Regions from separate parts of the Mus musculus genome. Here regions 2 and 3 are each linked to region 1. A link is a contact called in public HiCAR-type and HiChIP or PLAC-seq data. All regions are on one chromosome and are shown on one strand. The core of a region is the stretch at or near the end of the contact, and the rest is flanking DNA. Distances in the headings are between cores, read along the strand shown.

Region 1 (4,876 bases), core at 1,015-3,514:
TTCACAGGGGTTTTTAGGTCTTGCAAGCACCTTGGAAAGCGGCAGTGTTCCTTTTCCCTTCTCTGTGTGGGACTTTAGAATGTATCTTATTTGTCACCCCCAAATCATAGCTAGAATGGATTCTGGTTTCACTGTCTTTGGTATAACTTTAAACATTTTTGAGCCCTGATGTGAAAAATACAGAAAAGTGGAACGTGTGCTTTAAAATGGTGGAATTTTTTGGTGTTTGCATGCAAACCAGTGCCAACAAGTCAGCATATTATACCCTGGGTAAAGGAAAGTTGCTTGATTTAGAACAGAAAATTAGGTCAGCATAATAATTCATGTCATAAAAAAACATGAAAATGTTTGCTATAAAAACATAGATGTGAGTGGTCATTGTGATTAGTGTGAAGGGTGGAGACAGAATCCTGGTGTGTTTTGGTCTCCCTTGATATAACTCTCTCTTTAGTACAGAATTAAAGAAATGAAAACAGACTGAACTACTAGATTGGGACTGGGCTCTTTGTCACATGCCCATGGTCTACTGTCTCCAGAGAAGGCACAGTTATTCCATTCCCTGCTTGTTGAGTAACATGAAGAAACGGATGCAAGGGTGGCAGTATTGATCAGAAAACATTACTCTGTGAGAAGGAGACTGGTACATTTGAAGTCTGCTTAAATCCATAGTTGGTTGTCTAGGGAGGGAGCCTTTATGTGTATGAGTTGGCAGTCTGAGGGAATGAAGCTCTGAGGAAGAGCTTCCTAAGTCAGCTCCCATGGAGAGGTTCTCCCAGAACACCTGTGTGCATCTACGCGGAGGTGTGTGTGTGTGTGTTGTGTTGTGTGTGTGTAAAACATTTGATCAAAAAATACATTCATAAAATTCTGCCTTGTTATCTATTGGAACCAGGTATCAAGGTCATTAACTGCCCAGGACTCAGCATCCTTGGTTTTGATGGCTTCTTTCATCTCTCTGGCTCTTTACTGTACTTCTTTTCAGTAGGGCGAGGCTGAATTTTCTCCTCCTCCCTTCTTGATTCTGGCAAACAAAACCATTCTACCACTTGAGCCATCTGCCGCAGGTGTAATGGATGGCAGGGGGCCCCCCCCGACCTAACTACACCCCAGTCTCTTCCAGGTCCTCACCTCTTGGCACCAAACAAATGAGTCCTGTTCTGCCGCTAGGGTGCCAAGGTGAATGGTGGGTGCTGGCTCCAGCCTTTGGCAACACTCAGTGCTTAGAAACTAGAACCAGCTGACAACACACGCAACAGACAGGCACCCCCCCACCCCAATCTGCACACAAATGGAAGATGCATACATAACACTTAAAAGCCTTTTTGATTCCCTCTTAATTCTTGGTAACTTCGAGCTGTCTTACTCATTACATATAGACGTCCCCCCCCCCCCCGAGTGTGTTTGCGTGTAGGGGGCACGCACGAATGTGCGTGTATATTTAAATAACGCTTATTGGTAGGTCAGCAGCAGCTGATCAGTCATGGTGATCCAATAATCTTTTTGACTACATACGAATTTTCGTTAAAGTCATTCTTTATAAAAGGAAAATAACAATATCCTGTACAATCTAGGGATCCTAGGTTAGAATCGAGGGGATAGTAGAACCAAAGAGCGCCCACCTTGCCAAACTTTCCCTTTTAAAGGTCTGAGAGAAGAATACTTTCTCACTTCCTGATACCAAAGCGTCACTTGAACGAGGGTATGTAAGGAGCGGAGGTGCAGGTCCGCATAGGGAGAGGGCTCTAGAAGTCACAGCCGTCTCGGATGACCTTAGCAGGTTGGGAAGCAGCCCTAGGCGGGAGCCTGAGCCACAAGCTAGCTACAAGGCGCACTGGCACCCATTTATTCTGGAACCCTTACGCTGTAGCCCTTCCCCGACCTTCACTCCATCCCAGTTTTAACCGCTGTTTGATTACCACCAGACTCTCAGATTTGGGCGGGGTCTGGACCCTTCCAAGTGAGAGCTCTTCGGGCCCCCAGAGTACTCACCTTTGGCGAGACCTTGGCAAATCACAGCCCAGAAGCATCAAGTTTCCACTCCCAGATGTACCAGAGTCCCTCCTGTCTTCCATTCACAGCAAGGCCTCTCTCTCCTCTCTCTCTCTCTCTCTCTCTCTCTCTCTCTCTCTCTCTCCCTCTCTCTCTACTTTCGGAAGCAAAACAGCTTGGTTATTCAGAGGAGGAAAGAGACACGAAAGAGTGGGGGAGGGTGAAAGAGAGAGGAAAAGAAGGGAGAGGGGGAGAATGGAGGTTGAAGAGGAGAAGAACCAGAAGATAGTGCGGGCGTTGGTAGAAGAGGAGGAGGAAGAGGTGGAGGGATGGGAGGGGTAGGGTGGAGTAACAGAAGATGGGGTGGGATGTGACCGCCAGGAATAAATTGCTCCCCACCCAGCTGCAGTGCGACGCCCCCAGCGTCTCTGGGGAGCTGGTGCGTCAGCTCCGGACTGGCCTAGGCGGGGCGGTACAAAAGCTAGCACCGCAGGACCCCCTGCGAGGGCTTCCACCCAGTTCAGCCAGCCCACGAGGCCGCTTCCCCAGGCAGCCTCCTTGCTCGGGCGAGGTGACTCTCCACGGCCTTCAAACCCTCCGGAACTTTTACTTCAGCCGGGGAGCCTAGCCATCCTGTTTGGTTTCAGAAAAGTGCGGAAGCCCGCAGGGCATCCTCACCCTCACTGGCGGCTTAACGCCGTGGCCTGAGCGGCTGCGGTCGGTTGAGTCCTGTTCCACCTCCAGCCCCGCTTTCCCAATGCCCGGGTTAAGCGGAGCCCCGACTCTCCGCTTGCCTCTGGGCATCTCTGCCTCTTCTATGCCCTTTCCTCTTCTTTCTTTCTTTCTTTCTTTCTTTCTTTCTTTCTTTCTTTCTTTCTTTCTTTCTTTCTTTCTTTCTTTCTTTCTTCCTTCCTTCCTTCCTTCCTTCCTTCCTTCCTTCCTTTCTCTCTCTCTCTCTCTCTCTCTCTCTCTCTCTCTCTCCCCCCTCCCCCTCTCTATATGTGTGTGTATTGGTGTGTACGTTTGTGTTTGTGCTCACGCGTGAACGCATGTGTGTATATAAGCGCGCAGTGCACGTTCTGAGCAAGAAAGAAGGTAAAATCTGGCACAAAAGTAGTTTTGGTCTCCTGCATCTTGAAGACAGGAGCAAGTTAAACGTATTTGACATTACATTTCGAAGTTTAAAAAAAAAAAACGAGGCTGGAGCACGACGGATCATTTAAACTGAGGTTTTACACTGCAAGGATCATTTATTATTGTTAAGTAAGATGAAAATAAGCTGAAAATGAAAAGCAATCAGTAGGGCAGAAAACAAGATATTTTGCCAACCGTCCGAAGTTGGGAGCGGTTGGAAAGGTTTTCCTGAGTAGGAACATCCAGGGTGGATAAAGGTGGAAGCCACAGATTCACACAAAACCGCTTCAGTACGTGATGGGATTAGAAATGGGACCGTGCTTTCCGACACAGACAACCCTTTAGTTCTCTGTTAACCGCATTAAACCAGCCCCATACAATGATTTCATGGACGCCTTTAATGCACAGACACGGGGGAGTCACGGAGGGTGCACGCGGTCGGTTTGAAAAATTCATAAAGAGAAAAAGTTTTAAAACATCGATATCTAAACACTCGAGTGCGTTTTTTCTCAGACAATCATACCTAAACACAGTGAGCCCCCCCCCATCTTCATTTCCTTGCTGATCTCTAGATGCGACCTTGTACAGTAGGCCGCTAGGTTCCACATAATTCTACTTACATTCATCTGAATGGCGCGTCATAAAATGTCAGAGGGGGGAGGAAACCCTTGAGGGGCGTGGAGAAGAAGCCTTTTATTAGCAATTATATCTTCCAAAGCTGTTTAATTTCAATAATAGCAATGGTGTCGCGGTAACCATCTCCTTTCTGCCATTACAGTGAGACTACCAAATGGATCGCAGCACTATGGGTGTGTATACTTAGTTGAGAGGCTACGATTGCTGGACTTTATGCACGTATCATAGGGCAGGAAGAATTTCCCAGGCATTATTTTGTTTAGCACCTGGTATAAGGACTCATTTACCTCCAAATTTTATTTCAGGATAACAGTTAGAAGATGTTGCTGATTTATGCCTACCGTGGGCTTAAAGTAAAATGGAAAACGAAGTTGGTTTTTTTTTTTTAAATTAAGTTAGTTGAAGGCAAATAAATATATTTTCCTTGAGCAGAACGAGCTGGCTATGAACTATATAAAGTGAAGGTCATATTTCACCACCCTGTCTGGGATTTTCAAGGTTGTTTAGGAGAGCACAAACAAGAAAACAAACTAAGAGCACAGAGCCAGAACCCAGCCTGTGCGTCGTCGGCATCACGCTGCCTAGAACAAACATCCTGGCTACAGCGGTGCCCTCCCAGACTTACAAAGCTGCATTGATATGGATCCGGCATGCAAGGATAAAAGTTCACCATCCCATAGCATCTCCCAAACATTGTGAAGTGAGTGTTTGTAGAAGGACAGCATTCAGACTGTAGTGCAACGACAGGCCAGAGATAGAGCCTTTATGATATGTCATCATTTAACAGGCGAACAATAATTAACCACCTTTGCCTGTTGAATACTAATTGTAGATGTTTGGCTGCCTTTGTTTGAAATTATGAGACATTGCCAGAGGAGGCAGAAGGGTGTGACAATCATAGGTTTAGATTACAGATGTTTAAGACATAGAGAAAGTCCAAAGATAGCTGTGGCTGGGTTTAAGAAGGTCTCCACAAAACTTCTCTTTGCAAAAACTTCTCTTAATACCTGAGATAGACAACTTCATAGATTGCACTTCAGTTTTTCCTTTTAACTTGTATACCTTGTCAGATTTGCTCATACACACTCACAAAACGGGCTAGACATCTTAAAGTAGA
Region 2 (4,876 bases), core at 1,562-4,061, 1.6 Mb before region 1:
AAGTAAGAGAAGTAGAAAAAGAAAAGAGGCCAAAGAGAAAACTAAATGAATTAGGAACATTAGTTTTGGGTATACTAAAAGGACACAAACCATAAAAGATAACAGAGATCAAGAAAGTGTGTGGGCTAAAGAGATGGTTTAACAGGTGAGGGCAATGGTTGCTCTTCTAGAGGACCTAGGTTAAATTCCCAGCACCCACATGGCAGCTAACAACCATCTTCAATTCCAGTGTCTGAAGTTCACTTCTGGCCTCCATGGAAAATGCACAATGTATTCTTCTGGACTCAGCAGAGAATGCATACACATGATACACAGACATACATGTGGGTAAAACACTCATGCAAATAAATTCCTTTAAAAGTGTGTAAGCAGTAGTAAAAGAAAAAAGGACAGATTTTCCTGGAACTTCAAATAAGAAATTATATTATATCACCTACACACACACACACACACACACACACACACACACACACACACACAGGGCCATGCATGCAACACATATACAGACTTTTCAAATAGACTTATTATTTCCTTCCTGCTGATAAGAAATTAATTTCCAAAGATGTGCAATGATATAATATAATGTTTATGCTTTTAAAGAAAGGTGCTATGTTAAAGGCAGCAAGCAGAACTGAGCTAGAAAAAAAAAGATGGACGATGAGTTGTTTCTGCAGTGAAGATTTCTAATTATACATATTTAAAAGTAACTGGGAGACAATATGTGTCTAAGAGGTATCAGGCTGTATTAAATGTGGATATTTGAGTGCTACCTAATTTTGGGAAAAGGAGAAGGCAAGTTTGTGATTGGAATTGGGAGCCTGACCTGAATTTTCAGGAACAGGGCATAGAAAAAATTGAGAAGATTGATAAATAGAGGTGGTGATAGATAACCAAACAGTCATTTCAAAGACCTGAATTCTAACTCGGATGGTTGATATGAAGTTGGGGTGTTGCACTTGTGGCTCATGAACTAAACAGTAGTTGGGACTTTAGAGTACATTTAAAAGAAAATCTGCTCTAAGGAGGCTGCTGTAAGAAGCAGCATTTCGTTTTGATTTTAGCGATTATGAATCTGCTTCATTTTGTTCTCCTTTGCTAGCTGGTTTAGAATACAGACCTTAGCAAACCAATACCCACATTTTACCCATCCACCGAATGAATGATACCTGTTCTTTTTACAGCTTTTCAAGTTTCTGTATATTGCCTCCTTAATTAGTATACTATGTTATAGCACAGTAGTACTCAAATTAAGTGTGTCAAAAATCACTGGAAGGACTCATTTAAACACAAATGGTGCATTTTCTGATTCAGAAATTCTCAGATAAAAATTTCTTTTACACCTAATTGGTCAGTTTAACGCTGACTTCTAGCTCCCTTATACAATTTACTTTCACTTTCTCAGCTGACACTTTGCACAAGAGGCAAGCACTACTACTGTTGAAATCAGTTTGATTGTTATAGATTGGGTATACAGGAATATGGAAATGTCCTGTCTGTACTTTGTCATTTCCCTTAATGGTACTCCTTCCCTCTTTCCCTGGTATTCTATCTCAGCCTCTTGCTATTCTCAGCAAGTTAGCTTGGTCAAACTTAATAGAGAAAGTATTATCAATAATCAGTTGCATTCAATGTGACACTTTCCAGGGAGAACAGAAAAGCTAGTACAGTACATGAACCCTAAAGGGCAAATTTCTAACACGGATAAATTTCAAGCAACCAGCATGATCTCTCTATATGAATGGCTGCTTATATACTATCTGCTTTCATATTAGCAAACTATAGATTCAAGGGTGCCACATACAAAAATATCTGGAAAAAATTCCACCTGCATAAATTTTTGTCATTATTCTAATAATAACAAAATAAATGATATTTAGATTATATTAAGAGTTGTGGATAAGCTAGAGATGATTTACTGTGTAAATGGGAAAATGTGCCCAAATTATTTAAGATAATAATTTTGTAACTCAACAGGCCCCTGGAACCTATCCCCAGGGAACATGAAAAGATAATTCTAACAGTTGAGTATGTGTTTATGAATTTATATATACACACAAGTACGGGAAATAAAACTTTTTCCTAGGGTTCATAAAGGGTGACATTGATCTGTCAAAGTTTAGACATGTAGTGTGTCTTTGGTATGTGTTGCAGATTTTTGCATACAAACTAGGACAAAATATATTGGTTTATGACTTCGGTGGCACTTTTCCTCTAAATACTACATTCCTTCTCTGACAGCCAAACATGTGAGGGAGACATTCGGTGAAGAGAACTTATGTATATAATGGTAGCATTGACTTCTACCTTCATACTCTCCATGGCTTCTTTCAACCGTTGTTTTCTCAGGTCCAAGGATCTAGGCTTAAATTATTTCACCTAAGTTATACGGTGATTTATAGCATGCGACGGAAAGGAATAAACTATGAATACTGTTTTGATTTTTGTTGCCGACTGTACGGGCAGCTAAGGCCATTTTTCTACAAGTTACAAAGCAGTGAATGGACTTCCTGGCGTCATCCTTTCCTTCTCATCGCCCCCTCGTCCCTCCAGTCCCTCGGGCCTGGAGATGAGCTATCTTCCTTCTCTCCCTGTAAACAAAGCCGTGAGAGGTAGGCCTGCACCGAGCCCGGTGGCGTGGAGGGACGGCCGCACCACACGTCCCGCACCCTTCAGTGGGAAGCTGTGCCACGCCTCCGCGCGCGCCCGCCGCTTCCTGCCCAGGCTGCTTTTCCTTCTCCTCTGTCCGGACGCGCTCCCGGAAGGCGCCTGCGCAGAAGCCCCCGCTCCGCCCCTCCCTTCTTCCCGGCCCCGCCCTTCTTTCTCTCCCGGGTTTCGCTCCGGAGAGCCGCAGGTAGCCCGCAGCGGAGTCGGGCTCTGCGGGCCCGCCCCCTTCCTCGGCCCCGCCCACTGCTCCCGACTCCAGCCGGCGGAGATGAGGCTACGGTGGCTCTGGCATAGGCAGCCCCACTGGTGGCTGCGGTGGGGGCGGCCGGAACCCGGGCGTTGAGGCGCGGCGGCGGCGGCGGCCGAGGCGGCGCTGCCTCAGCCGCTGCAGCGGGCTTCCCTTCCTCTTTAGCGTAGCCAGGAAGTTTGGCGCCCCTGTGCATGTGTGCGCGTGAGTGTGGGTGTGCGCGGCGAGGTTTGCCTAGCGTTTCTGCAGGCGCTGGGTTTTTTGCCCGCGTCGCTTCCCGTAAGCCAGCCAGCAGCCGCGGAGCTTGGGGCTGTGGCCCGGGGAGGGGGCGCGGCGGCGGGCGCTCTCCTTTTGTTGTTGTTTCCTCTGCCTGGAGAGCTGAAGGGGGACGCGCCTGGGTGGGGCGGCTCGCAGCCCGGGCCTGCTGGCCCCCGGGGCTCCCGGGCGGCAGGGTAGCTAGAGGAGAGCGGGCTTCAACATGATGGCGGCCGAGGCGGGCAGTGAGGAAGGCGGCCCTGCGACGGCGGGCCCCGGCGGCGGCGCGGCCACGGGCTCCAGCGCCTACTCGGCAGCGTGCCGGGTCAAGTTACCCGCGGCCCTGCCGGTGGCAGCCGCCCCGTGTCCCGGGCTGGCGGACGCCGACTTGGTTGCGGCCCTCGGTGGCGGAGCCGCGTCGGGGTCCGGGTTCCTGGGGACCGGGCCGGTGGCCGGTGTCTTGGGGGGCGCCGCGCTGACCGGCAGTGCTGCTGCTGGCGTGGCTGGTGCTGCGGCCGCCGGACCTGCGGGAGACGTCGCTTTCACCAAGGGGACTCTGTCTTTGCCTGCTGAGACGCTCGGGCCGGGCGGCGGATTCCCTCCTCTGCCGCCGCCTCCTCAGCTGCCCCCTTTGGGCTCCGGTTTGGGGACCGTGGATGAAGGTGACTCCCTGGATGGACCAGAATACGAAGAGGAAGAGGTGGCCATACCGCTGACCGCACCTCCCACTAACCAGTAAGTCAAACTGCTGTTGAGGGATTGTGGAAGCTGGCTCCGTGTAAGAAGTGGGAAAGAAGGGGCAACGACACATACCGTGCTCCTGCCGCTGTGATTTGTTTGACAAGTTTTGAAGTTTCAGGTTCCATATATAGGGATTTAATTTGATCAGTCATTTTCCCCTACAGGCACTCTTCCTGGCGTCTTCGTATGTTTATTGCTCTTTTGGGAAGACGTAAAAGTTTTTAAGATGGGAAGCATGGGAAACTGTATTCAGTGGGAACCGGATATGGTTCTGCCCCTTCCTAATTGAGATAGTGTCCGGGATTCAGCAGAACTTGGCACTATAAAGGCAACCGCTGTCTATTGTAACTCCAGTGCTCCCTGCTGAAGTCAGAGGCGTTGAGTACAAGTATTTAAATGACTATATTAATGTAAGTTGCAAATTCATAGGTCAGAATGTTTTGTTTTTACTGCAGCTGCAAACTCCTACTTAATGTCTGCTGGAAGCGTTGCGATTCATAAAAACACTAGATCTCTTTAGAGAAGTGGAGAGAAAAAAAAAAGTTCTGTGAATTACAGACGTGATTAAGAGCCCCCAGACTGAACACTAACTTGTTCCTTAGAATTATTAGATTTATTTATTTACATATAAATATATGCAATATGCAAATATGTTTTATATATTTATTATATCCATGACACTAAATATATTAAATATTTTTCCTTTTAGCATTTTGTTAGTGGAAATTAATTTGGTAGTTGATTGTGACATGATCAGGGCAAATGGCTCTCCCTCTAAAGTTAGAGTTCTCTCCTTAAAAGTGTTCTTTTCATAAGTGAAATGGGTATGTATTTATAACTGTAGGTTGATCTTGATGAAGGGAAAGTGTTGAGATGGAAAGTAGTAATAATAGGTCAGAAATGTTTTATAGATCTTTCATATCAATCATAATTGACCCTTAGAATTTCAATAGCATTGGTGAATATTAG
Region 3 (4,876 bases), core at 1,634-4,133, 1.3 Mb before region 1:
GATTTTATGTAGCATGCTGGCTTTCTAAATATGTCTTTGGAATACAAAAATTGAACCAACAAAATATATTTTAAGTGCTTTTATTTTAAACCTGTAATAACCCAAATTTAATTATAAGTTTTACTTTGATTTGTGTGTGTATAACCATAATACATATTTTAGCATGCTGGATTTTTTGACCCGTTGACTCTGTTCTAAGTCTATCAATTATGCTTAATATAGAAGCATCCAACTTTGAAATCAACTGATTTTCTAAAAGGAGCAAGACATGTAAGGAAGGAAGGAGTAGACATTCAAATTACAAATGTGTCTGTGTTAAAGGATATTTAATTTGTAGTTGGCACATAGTAGGCATTTAACAAGCATTTGATGAATGGATAAACAAACAAATGATGAATTCTATATTTCCCTCAGCAGGAATTGTGAGTAATTCATATTTTAATGTGGTGCATGCTATGTCTTCAATTTATTGAGGTCACTTTAATCCTGGTCTTTGATTCAAAGGTGTTACTAACCCTTCTAACTTACTGATGTCTGAGAAATACCATCTCTATGAGACATGTGACTGAGTTCAGCAATGAGCATCATGTTGAACATTTCCTTAAACTAGAACACAGTTGGAAACAGTTATATGACCAGGAACATTCTTCATTTCAGTCCTCTTAGCCAACATTGTCCACATTTGACTGATCTCCCCTTTATCATCCATTACTGGCTATTGTATTTTCACTAAATAGAAAGTAAGATGTTTGATGAAGCCTGATGAGAATGAAGTGACATGAGGGTATAATGGAAACATAGTAAGATAATTTTAAATTATATTGCAGTGATTTCCTATTGTATATGTCTCAATAGACAAGTCTTGACACATAATGTATAGAAACAATCTGCTGCCAATAGTCCCAGAGGGCAGACATAAAATTTTAAATCCATTCATGTGTCCTCTTTCAAAATATTTGGAGGAATATCTCTTACTATTGAAAGCTTATTTCTCACAAAGATCTATAACTATTTCATTATTTTTTGCTGTCAAGAAAACTTTTATTTTCTAAAATGAAATAATAATAATGACTTATTATCTAAATTCAAATAACAAGTCTCCCAGAATGTACAAAAAATAAGTGGCTTGTCTCCTAAATGCAAAGATGACTTGGAGAAGAGAAGCCAATCAGTGAGATATAAGCCACATAGAGATAATTACCCAGGTGATTGAAAATAAAATTCACTTTTGCTTTTTATTCCTAGCAAATGGGGTAAAAGCTGCCCCTCTTGAGTTTACATTTGTATATTCATGTCCCCATGGAAACTACTAAGTCATTGCTGAAAGATTAGAGAATTGTATCTACATTTGGTTCTCTTATTCTAAAATTTAAAGAAGGCTTTATTACCTTCCTACTATAAAGAATGCACAGCACTAACCATCAAATAATTACATATTTTAGTTTTGTACTGTATGTTTTCTTTTCTTTAAGAGAAACTGATGGTGCAGATAAAAGATTGCTATTTCTATTGAATATGTTTGTAACAAAACCTTCTTTTGTTTGCACAACAGAAGAAAAATACTCCTTCTAATGAGTAAAGCCTTGCTTGTAAACCACATTCAAATTCCAGCAGCGTGATGTGTTTGAATAGCTCTGAGTTGCAGTAGCAGCACTCTCTGTGATCCGTAAGTGGCAGTGTCTATTTGTATGAGGAGGTATAGTGGCTGTGTGCATTCCCAATGTTGTTGATGATTTGCATGTCACAGACTGCATTTCAATGATGCTGTACGCAAATTAGATACAGCTTCATGCTATAGTGAAACACCATTCACAGAATAAAAATTGCCAGCATTTTTTCCTAGTCACTCTATACATTGAAAGAAAATAATAACTATTTAGACACCCTGTTTCTATAAATTAGAAGATAAAGACATGCTGCACATATTAATTTTCTAACAATTACAGATGTTCATTTCTGGTTAATATTTTATATAAAACAGAATTTTAATATGCCTTCTATATTTAATCTGTTCTACATTTTTTAACATCTAAGTGCTTTTATGTTAGTGTATAAATTATTTAAAATAAATAAATTCTGCTGTAAGTAAATTGGAAGTTTTAAAATGCCATGAATAAATACATGATGATTAGATGTGTGCAAAATCACTCTCTGTTTCTGAAGGAGTATGGGGGGCACAAATGTTTAAGTTCAGATTTTAATTCACCTAAAAGTGTTTGCTGTTCTGAGCTTTTCTTTTGATTTCTAAGAGGAACAGTGTGTATGGATGTACGCATGAATAATGGAAGGGATAATTGTTTCAAATGACAAGAGCTTAAAATTTTTTACAGAAAGAAAATTCACCATCCAGATTTTGAAAGTCTATGAAGCGAGAAAAAGGCACTAATAGGTGAATTAGGAACATAGACAATTTCCATTATGGCATCTGTGAGCTTTCTTCATTCCATTTAAATTTTCTCTCATTTCAAAACGTAGTGATATACACTCCTCCTATTTCAGTTGTGCATGCAGAAGTGAAGCAACTGCTTCCCCCATACACAAAATGATTTGTAAATGCTCTCTGTGAATAAAACACATTAAACGTCATTTGCATATGGTGTGTTAATATGTGTGAAAAATGGTTCACGTAGTACATTAGGAAAGGAATACACAGAAATGACTCTAAAATGCCTTCTATATTTGTAACAATTTAAAAGATAACAGAGCAATGTATTTCAGGTGCATTGGACTTAATTCAGCTGTGATGTTTTCTTTAGAACCTTTATATATTATTTTATTTATTTATTTTTTTTTGGATAAATGCTCCCTTGCGAATTCAGTGCAAGGCGGCCAAGATTTTCAGAGCTGACCAGGAGGTGGAGAGCTTATGCAAATGAGCTCATCTATGCTGGCAGCCCACAATGACTGATTCAAAGGAACACTGTAACCCAGAAGATGAGTGTGAGCTGAGTCTTGTTAGCCAGTGACTCCTTCACTGTTTCTCACTAGGTAGGAGGTGACATCCCCCAAATACACTGCTTCCAAGATTTTCTAGCTATACGTCCATAGAAAGAAGGGTTTGCCTTTTCTTCTTGCAAAGTGGAAATCCCTGTACATTAAAACCTTCATAGATTTACATTTCTAGGCACACCTTTTCTCACCTCTCTCATGTAACACTCACAGGTGCTTCTGTGTACATCCTTACTCCTAGGCTGTCTGAATTATATATTATTAAGTTTCAGTGTTTAATAGTATATTGAATTTGAAAGCAATGTTGAAAACTATGCAATGTATGTAAGCCTCAAATTTTTATTACATTTCTAGTGTGAACTTGCATAAGATGTAATTTTCAAGAATAGTATAATGGGGTATGTTGAATTGGTAAGATATAGGTCCAGCAGTATATTATAACATCATCATTTTAACTCAGATTCTGGTTTCATATACACTTCCGACTTTGGTAATTTACATAAACATGCATAGCCTATGAATAATGCATGAACCTTATTTTCAACGCAGAGCCTTCAACTCTCAGTGCACTAGTATACACACCCATTTGATTGGCTTTGCCCTGCTTTCATTACTCACAGTTTCTTGGAACATAGAAGAGGTGGGAAGAGTGAAAAGAATGGACATTATTCTTTCACGTGTGTGTGTGTGTCTGTGTGTGTGTGTGTGTGTGTGTGTATTGTGTTGTGTTTTGTGTGTGTTTGTATGTAAAATATTATATTTTCTAAGCATTCAATGTTCCAAAGATTCACCTGTGATTATTGTTTCTAGTTGTTGTTCTATTTTTTTAAAGAAAGAATACATTAAAAATGTCTGAATCTACAAAATAGTAATCACAATCAGATATTTCATTTATTTATTTTTATTTTTAAAGCATGCTGCAAAAATCATTTTCTATTTGCATAAATCTGAGCACTCAGATACAACTATTAGAGTTTTGATATCTCAATTATACTTGAGGCAAATTGGTAATGCTAAAACACTCATTAAATACATTTGCATTCAGGAAATATAAGAACTTAACATATTAACTGTATTGACTTGAACAGAATTGAGCAGCGATTAATTCACACATGTGATAAGTTTTCTACATTGGAGACTGACTACAGTTTATCTGCAAGCTTGTCTATATGAATATATGAAATAAACAATCAAGTGATGCATGTGGGATTAAACATTTCTACTAAGTGGAAATTCATCACATACAAAGCAATACAATGGCATGTAAATATAACTTTAATAAAAATTTATTTTGTGTGCTTGCTAGTTTCCTTGTTTGTTTGCTTTTTTAAAAACACTTTGAATATTATTATTTGGAGAACATTTTGCTTCCAGAGGTAGAAATTTTACATTTAAATTTGCTTTTCTGCTTTCTCTCTCTTTTTTTATTATTATTTAATGCATTTCCAAGACTGTTCCCTTTTCTCTCTTCTTCCCCTATTGTATGATGTTTCTTTTAACTCCCCATTTTAACACATTGGTAGACTTTATTCACAAAGTTATGTATGAGACTATCTTCTCCAACTATTTTAGGTTATTTATCTATAGATGATTGTGACCCACCACATGGTTGCTGGGAATTGAACTCAGGACCTCGGCAAGAGCAGAGACAGTGCTCTTAACCACTCAGACATCTCTCCAGTCCCCTAGTTTATTTAACACTTAATTTAGTTTTCATTGAAACTTTCTTTTGATGAAATCTCTATTTGATACAACAAATGCTTATTTATTTTAAAATTGAAAAAAAGAGTGTATTGCTAGATTTGCTTTAGGGAATCTTACCATTAAGGATTACAAATTTTTTTAGTATTGACAATGCTACAAAACTGATACTTTTGGTCAAGACTAGTCTGCACAGGTGAGAGTGTGGACTACAGAAGCTAACAGC

The links. HiCAR-type assays count read pairs that join an accessible place to other places. HiChIP or PLAC-seq counts read pairs in DNA pulled down with a chosen protein or histone mark.
Region 2: a contact with region 1 is called in a HiCAR-type map of astrocytes, with 7 times the contacts expected there. The contact joins the promoter of Rasa1 here to the promoter of C130071C03Rik in region 1. A contact is called at or near these places in 1 of 39 promoter capture datasets (embryonic stem cells), 2 of 484 Hi-C or Micro-C datasets (cerebellum and embryonic stem cells) and 4 of 115 datasets of contacts at active chromatin or transcription factors (SST interneurons, astrocytes, embryonic forebrain and 1 more).
Region 3: an H3K27ac HiChIP or PLAC-seq map of neural progenitor cells shows a contact between it and region 1, with 10 times the contacts expected there. The contact joins the enhancer-like site here to the promoter of C130071C03Rik in region 1. A contact is called at or near these places in 2 of 484 Hi-C or Micro-C datasets (cerebral cortex and cortical neurons) and 6 of 115 datasets of contacts at active chromatin or transcription factors (SST interneurons, astrocytes, embryonic forebrain and 3 more).

Annotation. Positions count from the first base shown.
Region 1 is chr13:83,718,769-83,723,644 of GRCm38.p6, reverse strand. It overlaps C130071C03Rik (RIKEN cDNA C130071C03 gene), which reads right to left and starts at 2,264. Exons shown (of 4, transcript NR_152245.1): 1 at 1,990-2,264. It overlaps Gm52046 (a long non-coding RNA gene), which reads left to right and starts at 1,990. Exons shown (of 2, transcript XR_003950632.1): 1 at 1,990-4,876.
Region 2 is chr13:85,287,421-85,292,296 of GRCm38.p6, reverse strand. It overlaps Rasa1 (RAS p21 protein activator 1), which reads left to right and starts at 2,811. Exons shown (of 25, transcript NM_145452.3): 1 at 2,811-3,901. The coding sequence starts at 3,390.
Region 3 is chr13:85,065,413-85,070,288 of GRCm38.p6, reverse strand. No RefSeq gene overlaps it. Among named protein-coding and RNA genes, the nearest start is that of Ccnh, 120 kb to the left of the region's middle. Within about 2 kb of position 2,883, at least 26 of the 459 cell types and tissues checked have an H3K27ac peak or open chromatin away from gene starts, as enhancers often do. A contact at or near this core is called in cerebral cortex, cortical neurons, embryonic forebrain and 1 more, where this site is marked.